Regions from separate parts of the Mus musculus genome. Here region 2 is linked to region 1. Evidence: chromatin contacts called from public HiChIP or PLAC-seq data. All regions are on one chromosome and are shown on one strand. Each heading gives the region's core, a stretch centred on a gene start, on an enhancer-like site or on the middle of the called end of the contact. The rest is flanking DNA. Distances are from core to core; before and after follow the strand shown. Region 1 has its middle 14 kb from the start of Atp4b. Region 2 holds the start of Fbxo25 (F-box protein 25).

Evidence for each region. HiChIP or PLAC-seq counts read pairs in DNA pulled down with a chosen protein or histone mark.
Region 2: an HNF4G HiChIP or PLAC-seq map of pancreatic cancer cells shows a contact between it and region 1. The contact joins the promoter of Fbxo25 here to the enhancer-like site in region 1. A contact is called at or near these places in 12 of 39 promoter capture datasets (the 3T3-L1 cell line, 3T3-L1-derived adipocytes, the C10 cell line and 8 more) and 1 of 115 datasets of contacts at active chromatin or transcription factors (pancreatic cancer cells).

The regions. Positions count from the first base shown.
Region 1 is chr8:13,380,345-13,384,782 of GRCm38.p6, forward strand. No RefSeq gene overlaps it. Among named protein-coding and RNA genes, the nearest start is that of Atp4b, 14 kb to the right of the region's middle. Within about 2 kb of position 2,472, at least 15 of the 459 cell types and tissues checked have an H3K27ac peak or open chromatin away from gene starts, as enhancers often do. A contact at or near this core is called in pancreatic cancer cells, where this site is marked.
Region 2 is chr8:13,906,312-13,910,980 of GRCm38.p6, forward strand. It overlaps Fbxo25 (F-box protein 25), which reads left to right and starts at 1,428. Exons shown (of 10, transcript NM_025785.3): 1 at 1,428-1,552.

The DNA.
Region 1 (4,438 bases), core at 1,222-3,721:
TTCTGAGTTCGAGGCCAGCCTGGTCTACAAAGTGAGTTCCAGGACAGCCAGGGCTATAAAGAGAAACCCTGTTTCGAAAAAAAAACAAAAAACAAAAAAAATTAAAGGAGAGATGAAATCATCCCCAAATCAAAGATGAGGGGATTTGTACCCCCTGTACCTGGTCTGGTAGTCAGTGCTCATGACAGTCTATCAGGTTATGAAGACAGCAGTGGCCAGAAACCAAAATGAAGGACATAGACCTCTATAAACACAACAACAAAAAGTCACTAGTATTAGAGCTTTGCTGACTCCACAGTTTGTTTCCTTTATACTTAAAGAAGCAGCTCCTGTGCACACCGTGGGTTAGCTCATACCCGCAGGCTGACAGGCCTCCATCCTATCACCTTATCTGATTAGCTCTGATCAGGAAAACAGTTTACAAAACTCGGCACTTTCGAGTAGTCAGCAAATGAGGAATAGGGGAAAAAAAAAAAAACTAACAAGGTCATTAATGAACAGCCACTGAGCATGATGCCGGTTATTGAAGGGAGCAGGGTGTCGGGGTGCTGATGACAACATAATACTAGAAATTCTAGCCAGGAGTTAGGTAAGAAATGAAAGACATCCCAGTTTGATAAGTAAAATGGTTAATCTTACATATTAGATACAATCTGAAATCCAAAGGGATCCACTAAAATACTTTTAGAAATAGTAAGGAGGCAGGGTGCAACCTGCATTGATTACTTTTGTGTAGCTATCAGGGTTCTGGAGAGGAACCAGACCCATAGAATGAGCATAAAGGATCGACCAGACTGACTCACACAAGGAGGACTGGGGAGTCAGTCCCCACCAGAGGCTGCCTGTTTGCTGGGGCACTGAGAACCCAGAGGCCACTTAGTTCACAAAGCTAGGTGCTTTGGCATCGTCCCTCTGGCACTGAAGGATATGTGCAAGTGAAATAAACTGGATTGATGGAGTGCCACATAAATAGCTAAGGGGGCCAGGGATGATGGCTCAGCAGGTAAGATGGCTCTTGCAGAGGACCCAGGCTTGATTCCCAGCACCCATGTGGTAACTCAACCATCTGTAACTGCAGTTCAGGGCATCTCATACTTTCTGACTTCCATATGATGCACAGATATACATGCAGGCAAAGCACACATAAAGTAAAAATTAAGGCATGAAATGAAAACATTGTAAACCTCCGGTGGGGATGGCTACTTACTGTGCATTGAAAGTCACTAGCAACAGACAACTGCTAACCCATGTGTATCCATGACTTCTCTCATCACCAGGATAACACCTGATAGTAACTTGAAGCAGGAAGGGCTAAGCTTTGCCTATAGCTTGTGAGAGGAACAGTTCATTATAGTGGTGAAGGCTTGGCCGCGGGAGCACTTGACAGCTCTTATATGATCAGAAAGCAGAGATGGCTACTAGTGCTCAGCGTGCTTCCTCTTACATCGGCCTGGACGCTGACCCTGAAGTGTATCTATCTATAGTGATTCTAACTTTAGTCAAGTTGGCAGTGAGATTAGTCATCACACCATAGAATGAAAGAGATACCTTACAAACTCTGAGAATCAGTATGTAGCATGGAGAGAACTCTTAAAACCAACCACCAACAGCAAGCAGCATGCCTGGTGAAGAGAGGGCAAGGCTGTGATTGGACGCCTCTCCGTGAAGGTTGGGAGTGGTTTGCAAGCATGAGCATAAGAATCAAGGAATGGAAGTTAGAGCCACAAAGAGATGCCATCATAATGCCCAGACGACGACGACCCGTGAGAGCAGGAAATACAGAAACTGGCAAGTCGCTACGGCTTGGATCTGTGATGGATCCTTAAAGCTTCTACCTGGGTGTGGTGCTTGTCTTTTTACTCTTTGTTCTTGTTTTTGTTTTAAGATAGGGTCTCCCGGGTCCCAGGCTGGCCTTGAACTTGTTACGTAGCTGAAGGAGCATGAACGTCCTTTCTTTCTACCTCTGACTCCCAAGTGCAGTAGTACAAGTGTGTGTCACCACACCTAGTTTATATATGCTGCGCTTGTAACCCAGGGCTTCTAAGCTAGATAGTTGTGCTTGCAACTGAGCCCTGTTCCCAGCCCAAGACCCACACAGGCAAGTACTTAGTTTGGCAATTTGGTAAGTCGTGGAATTTTAAGACGTGAGACCTCATGGTAAGTCTTTAAGCCATTTGGGGGATCTGCCCTTGAGACGGATCCTAGAATCTGAGTTGTGCGTGGGTTTTTTTGATTGTTTTGTTTTGTTTTGTTTTGTTTTTGTTTTTGTTTCTGCTTCCTGACTATGATGTGAGCCAAATTCGTTCACCATTCCCTGCCATACTATTGTGGCCCTACCAGACACCTATTAGGCAATGGGTGAGCCTGGTCAAAGCCCACAGTTATGACTCAAAGTGAACCTTTGTTCTTTACTGAATGACTAATCCCAGGCCTGTGGTATAGCACCATACAGCTGTCTAACACACACTTGTTGGTCAGGATATGAGAAATGGAATCTCTACTGGTAGGGATAGGAAATGGAGTCACCTCAGTGGGAAACACAGGAGGGCTGCCCCTGAAAGGGTTAAAAATAGGAATTTGGTGTGTGTGCAAAGCTGTGCAAGCAGGTCTTGAAGACTGAGTTGAACACTCATGATCTAAGCACCATCGGTCACCAATAAAAACGAAGGTAAAACAACCCAAGTGGCCCTGGTTACATGAAGGACAGGTGTGGTCTACACACACAGAAAGACTTTAAATCTTGACTGAAAAGGGAATTCTGACACAGGATGAAACTTGAGTCTCTGTGTGACCAGTCAGAAGAAAACACTGTGGTCACATAAGGTACCCAAAGTTAGATTCACAGAAACACAAGGGACCTGGTGAACACGGCGTCTGTGGGGAAATGGGGGCAGTGGGTGTCAGCTGGGAATGAGCAGATGTCGCCAGCTGCCCTAAAAAGTCAAGCTGGCAATTTTTGTGTTAGGTGGGAAGGAAGGACTGCCAGACACAAAAGGGGCTGCACTGGATAGTTCTGTGCCTACTTGAGTCATCTGAAAGGAGGGAACCCCAATTGAGGATCTCCATAAGATTCTGCAGGCAGAGCCGGGCGTGGTGGCGCACGCCTTTAATCCCAGCACTCGGGAGGCAGAGGCAGGCGGATTTCTGAGTTCGAGGCCAGCCTGGTCTACAGAGTGAGTTCCAGGACAGCCAGGGCTGCACAGAGAAACCCTGTCTCGAAAAACCAAAAAAAAAAAAAAAAAAGATTCTGCAGGCAAACTTGTAGGGCATTTTTTTAATTCATGAGGGAGGGCCCTGCCCACATGTGGGTGTGGTCCTTGGCTAGTGGTCCTGGGTTCTGTAAGAAAGTAGGCTAAGAAAGCCACAAGGAACAAGCCAGTAAGCAGTACCCCTTCATGGCCTCTGCATCAGTTTTCTGTCCCGTTTGAGTTCCTATCCTGACTTACTTCAGTGATGGACTACAATATGGAAGTGTGAGCCAGAGAAACCCAATTATCCCAAGTTGCTTTTGGTCACGGTATTTCATCACAGCAACAGAATTCCTTAGATGTTGGTATCAGGAGTGGGGTTTTGCTGTGACAGACCTGACTGTGCTGGTTTTTTTTGGGGGGGTGGGGGGTGGGGTGCGGTTATGGAAGGGCTTTGGGTAGAAAAGCCATTGAGTGTTGAGAACTCAGTGAGCTGTTCTGTGGGAGCTTGGAAGATGAGATTATTGAGAGCAGTGCAGGTGATGGAGGCCTGGCTTGTGAAGCTTCAGAGGAAGGAAGCACTCCATCAGGACTTTCCTTACAAATCTGTGGTTCTGGTCAGTTGGGACTGAAGAATTAGCATGATTATTAACAAGAGACCAGAACCAATGAAGTAAAACCCATGTTTTACTGGCACAATAGGTGCTGGTCAGCTGGAGCTGAGAAATTAGTGGTGACTGGGGAGAGTTGGGGGGCGGGTGCACTTTTGATCCCAGCACTTGGGAGGCAGCCAGGGCTACACAGAGAAACCAAATCTTGGAAGAGAGAGAGAGAGAGAGAGAGAGAGAGAGAGAGAGAGAGAGAGAGAGAGAGAGAGAGAGAGAGAGAGAGAGAGAGAGAGAGAGAGAGAGAGAATATGAATCTGCTGGCAGCTGAACTCGGTAGTGTAAGAGTTATCCAGGTGGTACTGGTTTTGAATGCATGAAAGGATCATGAAAAGCAGCTGAGGCCTAGCACTGTGAGAAGCCAGGATGGGTCACTGGAGAAGGTGTAGCCTCCATATAGTTGAAACTCCAGAATTAAAGGGATTGTGCAGAGAAGTTGAGACTTGGCACCATGAAGGAAGCCTAGGAGAGGCTATTGGTGAAGGTGCAACCCAGTTGCAGCAGAAGACCCAGCATTTGTGGAGATGTCAGTACCATGGGATGACCACCAGAAACAGTAGCAGTAGTGGAGTTAAGTCAGCCAGA
Region 2 (4,669 bases), core at 178-2,677, 520 kb after region 1:
TTTAGGTTTCCTTTGCCTCTGAGTCTTGGGTGCCCTATTCTTGTCTCCAGGAGGGAAGATTTCAATTCAGAGGACATACCTAGCCACACAACATATTTAACATACTTTAAAATAGCTTTTAAATTTCCTTTTGATCAGGCAAGGTGCATAAAGGACAATTACGGGAGTCAGTGCTTTCCTTCCACCAAATGGGATCCCAGGGTTAAACTCATGTTTCCAGGATTCCACAGGAGCACTGTCACCAGCTGAGACATCTCACTGGCTCTAAACTCGGTTTTAAGTAGACCTTGTTAAATACTTTCACCTGATCATAGGTTTTCTATGTTCTGAGGGTTTGTGGCAGGCTGGGTATAACCTATGCTGCGTGTATTAGGTGCACTTTGGACTTAGTGTTTTCACCTTGCATGGGTTTATCAGGACAAACCCCACTGGAAGCTGGACAGCTCTATCTTATTGTCTCTGTTCACTTATTATCTTGGCTTGGTAACAGCGACAAAAACTTCAAACAGTCTGAATTAAGGTTAGCCTTTGCTTGCAAACACACCTCTACAAGTTCAATAAACAAAAGCACAGAGCCACTGGGCATGGTTTAGAATCGAGAGCCACACGCCTAGATTAGGTGTGTGGACGGAATAATGCTGACTTCCACCCATAATTGGTCTAGTATTTTTAAAGTGTATAGCGCAAAACACTATTAGACTAAAAGCACGTCAGAAATTATTTACATAATACATTTCAAATATGAATACCTGCTATTTAAAAATGTAAAAGACTAACCTGAATATATATGTTTTTGCTCATTACACACTAGGCACTTTAAAATATTTTTGTTTACTCGGGTAAGAACCATTCCTAGTTCCGTTTTGTTATCAAGGCAGAAGAGCTCCACAACCTGCAGTGGTCCAGTTTCCCTCTCCTTTCTACAGACCCTATACTACCTATTTGGAAAACATTCCACCTGTTGACACTGCTTTCCCAGCTTTCTAGGAACTGAAAGCCATTCTAGGCTGCAGGTCAGCAAGACTGTCTTTGAGCCCCAGGGCTACGAGCAAGAAGACTCTGGCGTGTAGGAGATTGGGGCAGTCCGAACAGACCCTTGCATTCACAGATGCCTAGCTAGGCAGGCAGGTAAATGGGACAGTGAGGTGAGGGACCCGAGTGTAGACCAGCGGTGTCCTTGCTAGCCCCAGCCCGGCGCAAGGGAGGTCTGTAGGTCCGGAGAGGACGTCTGGAAACTGAGGCTAACCACACGGGTTCCGCCAGACAACTTGGGCAATGCCAACAAGGCGGGTCAAAAAAAAAAACCACCAGAACCGACCCTGGGGCGCCTAGGATGGGTGGGTGGGGCTTGTGCTCACTGAGCACGCGCGCCCCGAGGCCTCCGAGTTCGGGTAGCAACACGAATCACGTGGCTCCTCTCCGGCCAATCAGCGGGACGCCAAGGCGGGGCGTCCAGCGGTGGCCCTCGGCGGGAGGCGGACGGCTTCCGGCAATAATTGGACGCTGCGGCTCGGTGTGGTTGGTGGCTGTCTCGTCTGGAAGGGACCCGCAGGTGAGAAGGGCCTCAGGACGGGGAGGGGCAGTCGGGCAGGGCGTCCCTGGCTCGCCCTCCGATGTCCGCCGTGCTGCTCCGGGGGCCCCGAGCGGGCTGTGGGCTCGTCCAACCTCGGTAGATGCAGGCGTCCGCCCCCCACCGCCGCCGGCCTGTCCCCTGCGGGTCCGTGCGGCCTCCCGTGCACACCTGTGTGTGCACCATCCTTCAGGCCGGCGTGTGCGCTCGCCGCGAGGCACGCGAAATTTGCATCTTTGTCCTCACAGCTCCTTTCTGCCTCTGTTCCAGGGCAGTTCCATCTCCATCCCTGGGCCTATTCAAACTCCCCAGAACTCAGACGTCTGGAGAACTGTCCCTGTGAAGGCCCCCCACCCCCCACCCTTTTACCTGCAGCGCCAAGGCTTGATTTCCCACCATTATCAGAAAAGATCCCCCATTTCCTTCACATTCCGTTTTCCTTCGTTCCTGGGCATGTTGTCCTACTACGAAGCATCTGTGATGATCTCTCTAGATTCCTTGGAGTAAACCCCATTTCTGACATTCAGCCTAAATATACAGTGGTTTTGTTTGTTTGTTGTTGTTTGTTTTTTTATATGATCTTTCACAATCAAATTTACCCACCTATACAAACTCTTCACGTTTGATCCAAGTTGTTGGAATTTAATTTACTTGAAAATCTTGTAAGAAAGCTAGAGCAGCGGAAAAATCAAATGCTTACTAGGTTGAAGATGGGCTTCATTTTAAAAAGGGATTTGTTACTGTTAATTATGAGTGAGCCTGTGTGTGGGCACATGCACGAGTGCCTGGGGAGACCAGAGGCTTCCATCCTGATGGGCTGGAGTTATGGTGTCAGCTGCCTGACTTGGCTGCTGGGAACCAAGGGCGGGGTCTTCTGCAAGAGCAGTTACAGTGAGTGAGCTCTTAACCCGCTGACCCATCTCTCCAGCCCAGGCCATACATTCTTTCTTACTCTAGAACAATGGAGATTATCGTTCTCGAAATTTTAAATGAAAAAATAAGAGTGAAGCTTTTTTTCTCCAAAAGTGAACCTGCCTTGCTATTTTTGTTATAAACTGTTTTATTATAATGCCCCTGCTATACGCTCAAAGCGTTTGTTTTGAAGATGAAGGCCATTGATGTACAATCCGATTATTTTTTTATGTAATTTACAAATAGAGCAACACACATATAAAGCCAAAAAATAGAAGACAAAGAACAAAAACGCAAACCACTGAAACCTGTAATTTCCTGGAACCTGTTTTAATAGGCTGTTATGATTACTATAAATATAGTGCCTTAAGAGCATGGCTTGTGGAGTGAGAGTCCGTAATTTTGAATCCCGTCCTATGGGATTCTTTGCCTCTGTACTGTCATGGATAAATAGAGTGTTTTGTTATGATGCTGGTGGTTGAACAAACATAGCCCCTTGAATATGCTAAGCTCGAGCTGAGCCTTCAAATAGAGAATTATATTTGCAAAGTGTGGCAGTTTTCTACTTTACAGGTTAGTGTGAGGACTAAACTCAGTGCAATTCAGTGAATTATTCAGCGTTAATGCCTGGCCCATTCTGAGTTCTAGTGTTTGCTGTAACTGTTTTCATTAGGAGAACGTGTGTTTGTTGTTGTTGTTGTTGTTGAAGAAGGAGAAGGAGAAGAAGAAGAAGAAGAAGAAGAAGAAGAAGAAAGTATATTTTGCTTAGTTCAAGATCTTTAGTGTTCGTTTCTCCTAGGACATGGATTTGAAGAAATCATCCTGCTCATCTGAAGTGCCCCACATTCATGTCCCACCATGGGAAATAGAAACTCAGAAAAGACCTAAAGATCTTCGGCCCCAAGTGACTTTTGGCATTAGCTTGACATTCTTGTGCTTAAGTTTTAGTGTGTATACGGGCAGGAGAGATGACTCAGTGGTTAAGAAGCCTGCTGCTCTTGCAGAGGACTAGCTTAAGTTCCCAGCACCCACATGGTGGCTTCCCACGGGATAGAACTGCAGTTCCAGGAGGATAGGATGCCTTTGTCCGATCTACTGGGCACCCATGGATGTGGTACTACACTCACGCATACAAGCAAAGCACTCATACACATAAAATAAATATGTATATATTTTAAAAGGACGGATTGTATAAGCTGTGTCACAGCTGAGTAGACTCAGACATTACTCATACATATACATTTTCAGAAATGATTTCTGGATTTTACTTTATATGATGGTTAGACTTGGTTGCCAACTTGACACACCTGGGAATAGGGAACCTTAATTAACTCCGTGATGTTGGCCTCTGGCAGTGGCTCTCAGCCTTCCTAATGCTGTGACCCTTTAAGACAGTCCCTCGTGCTGTAGTGAACCCCCAGCCATAAAATTATTTTTGTTGCTAGTTCATAACTGTAATTTCGCTGCTGGTGTGAATTGTGATATAAATATCTGATATGCAGGATATGTGCTCCCCACCCCAAAGGGGCTGAGACCCACAGGTTGAGAGCCACTGGCCTGTGGCCTATTTATTGACTGTTTTCTTGACTGGTAAGTGTCGTATGGTGACCCAGTGTACTTGGGGTTATACAGCCCTGTGCAGGAGGGTCTGAGCTATATGAAGAAAATACTGTGGCAAGCCACAGTCATGAGCCAGTTAGAAGTATTCTGTGGTTGGTTTCTGCTTGCATTTCTGCCTGACTTGCACAGAGGGTGTGGACTATAACCTGTGAAATGAAATAAACCATTTTATTAACCATTAAACCATTAACCTTAAACCATTTCCATTTCTTTTTTTTTTTTTTTTTTTTTTACGATTTATTTAATGAATGTGAGTGCTCTGTAGCTGTACATATGGTTGTGAGCCTTCGTGTGGTTGTTAGGAATTGAATTTTAAGACCTCTGCTTGCTGCGGTCAACCCCGTTGGCCCTGCTTGCTCCGGCCCAAAGCTTTATTTAACATTATACATAATGTACATAATGTACGCTGCAGCTGTCTTCAAACGCACCAGAAGGGGGCGTCAGATCTCATTACAGATGGTTGTGAGTCACCATGTGGTTGCTGGGATTTGAACTCAGGACCTTCGGAAGAGCAGTCAGTGCTCTTACCCGCTGAGCCATCTCCCCAGGAGACCTCACACCCCAACA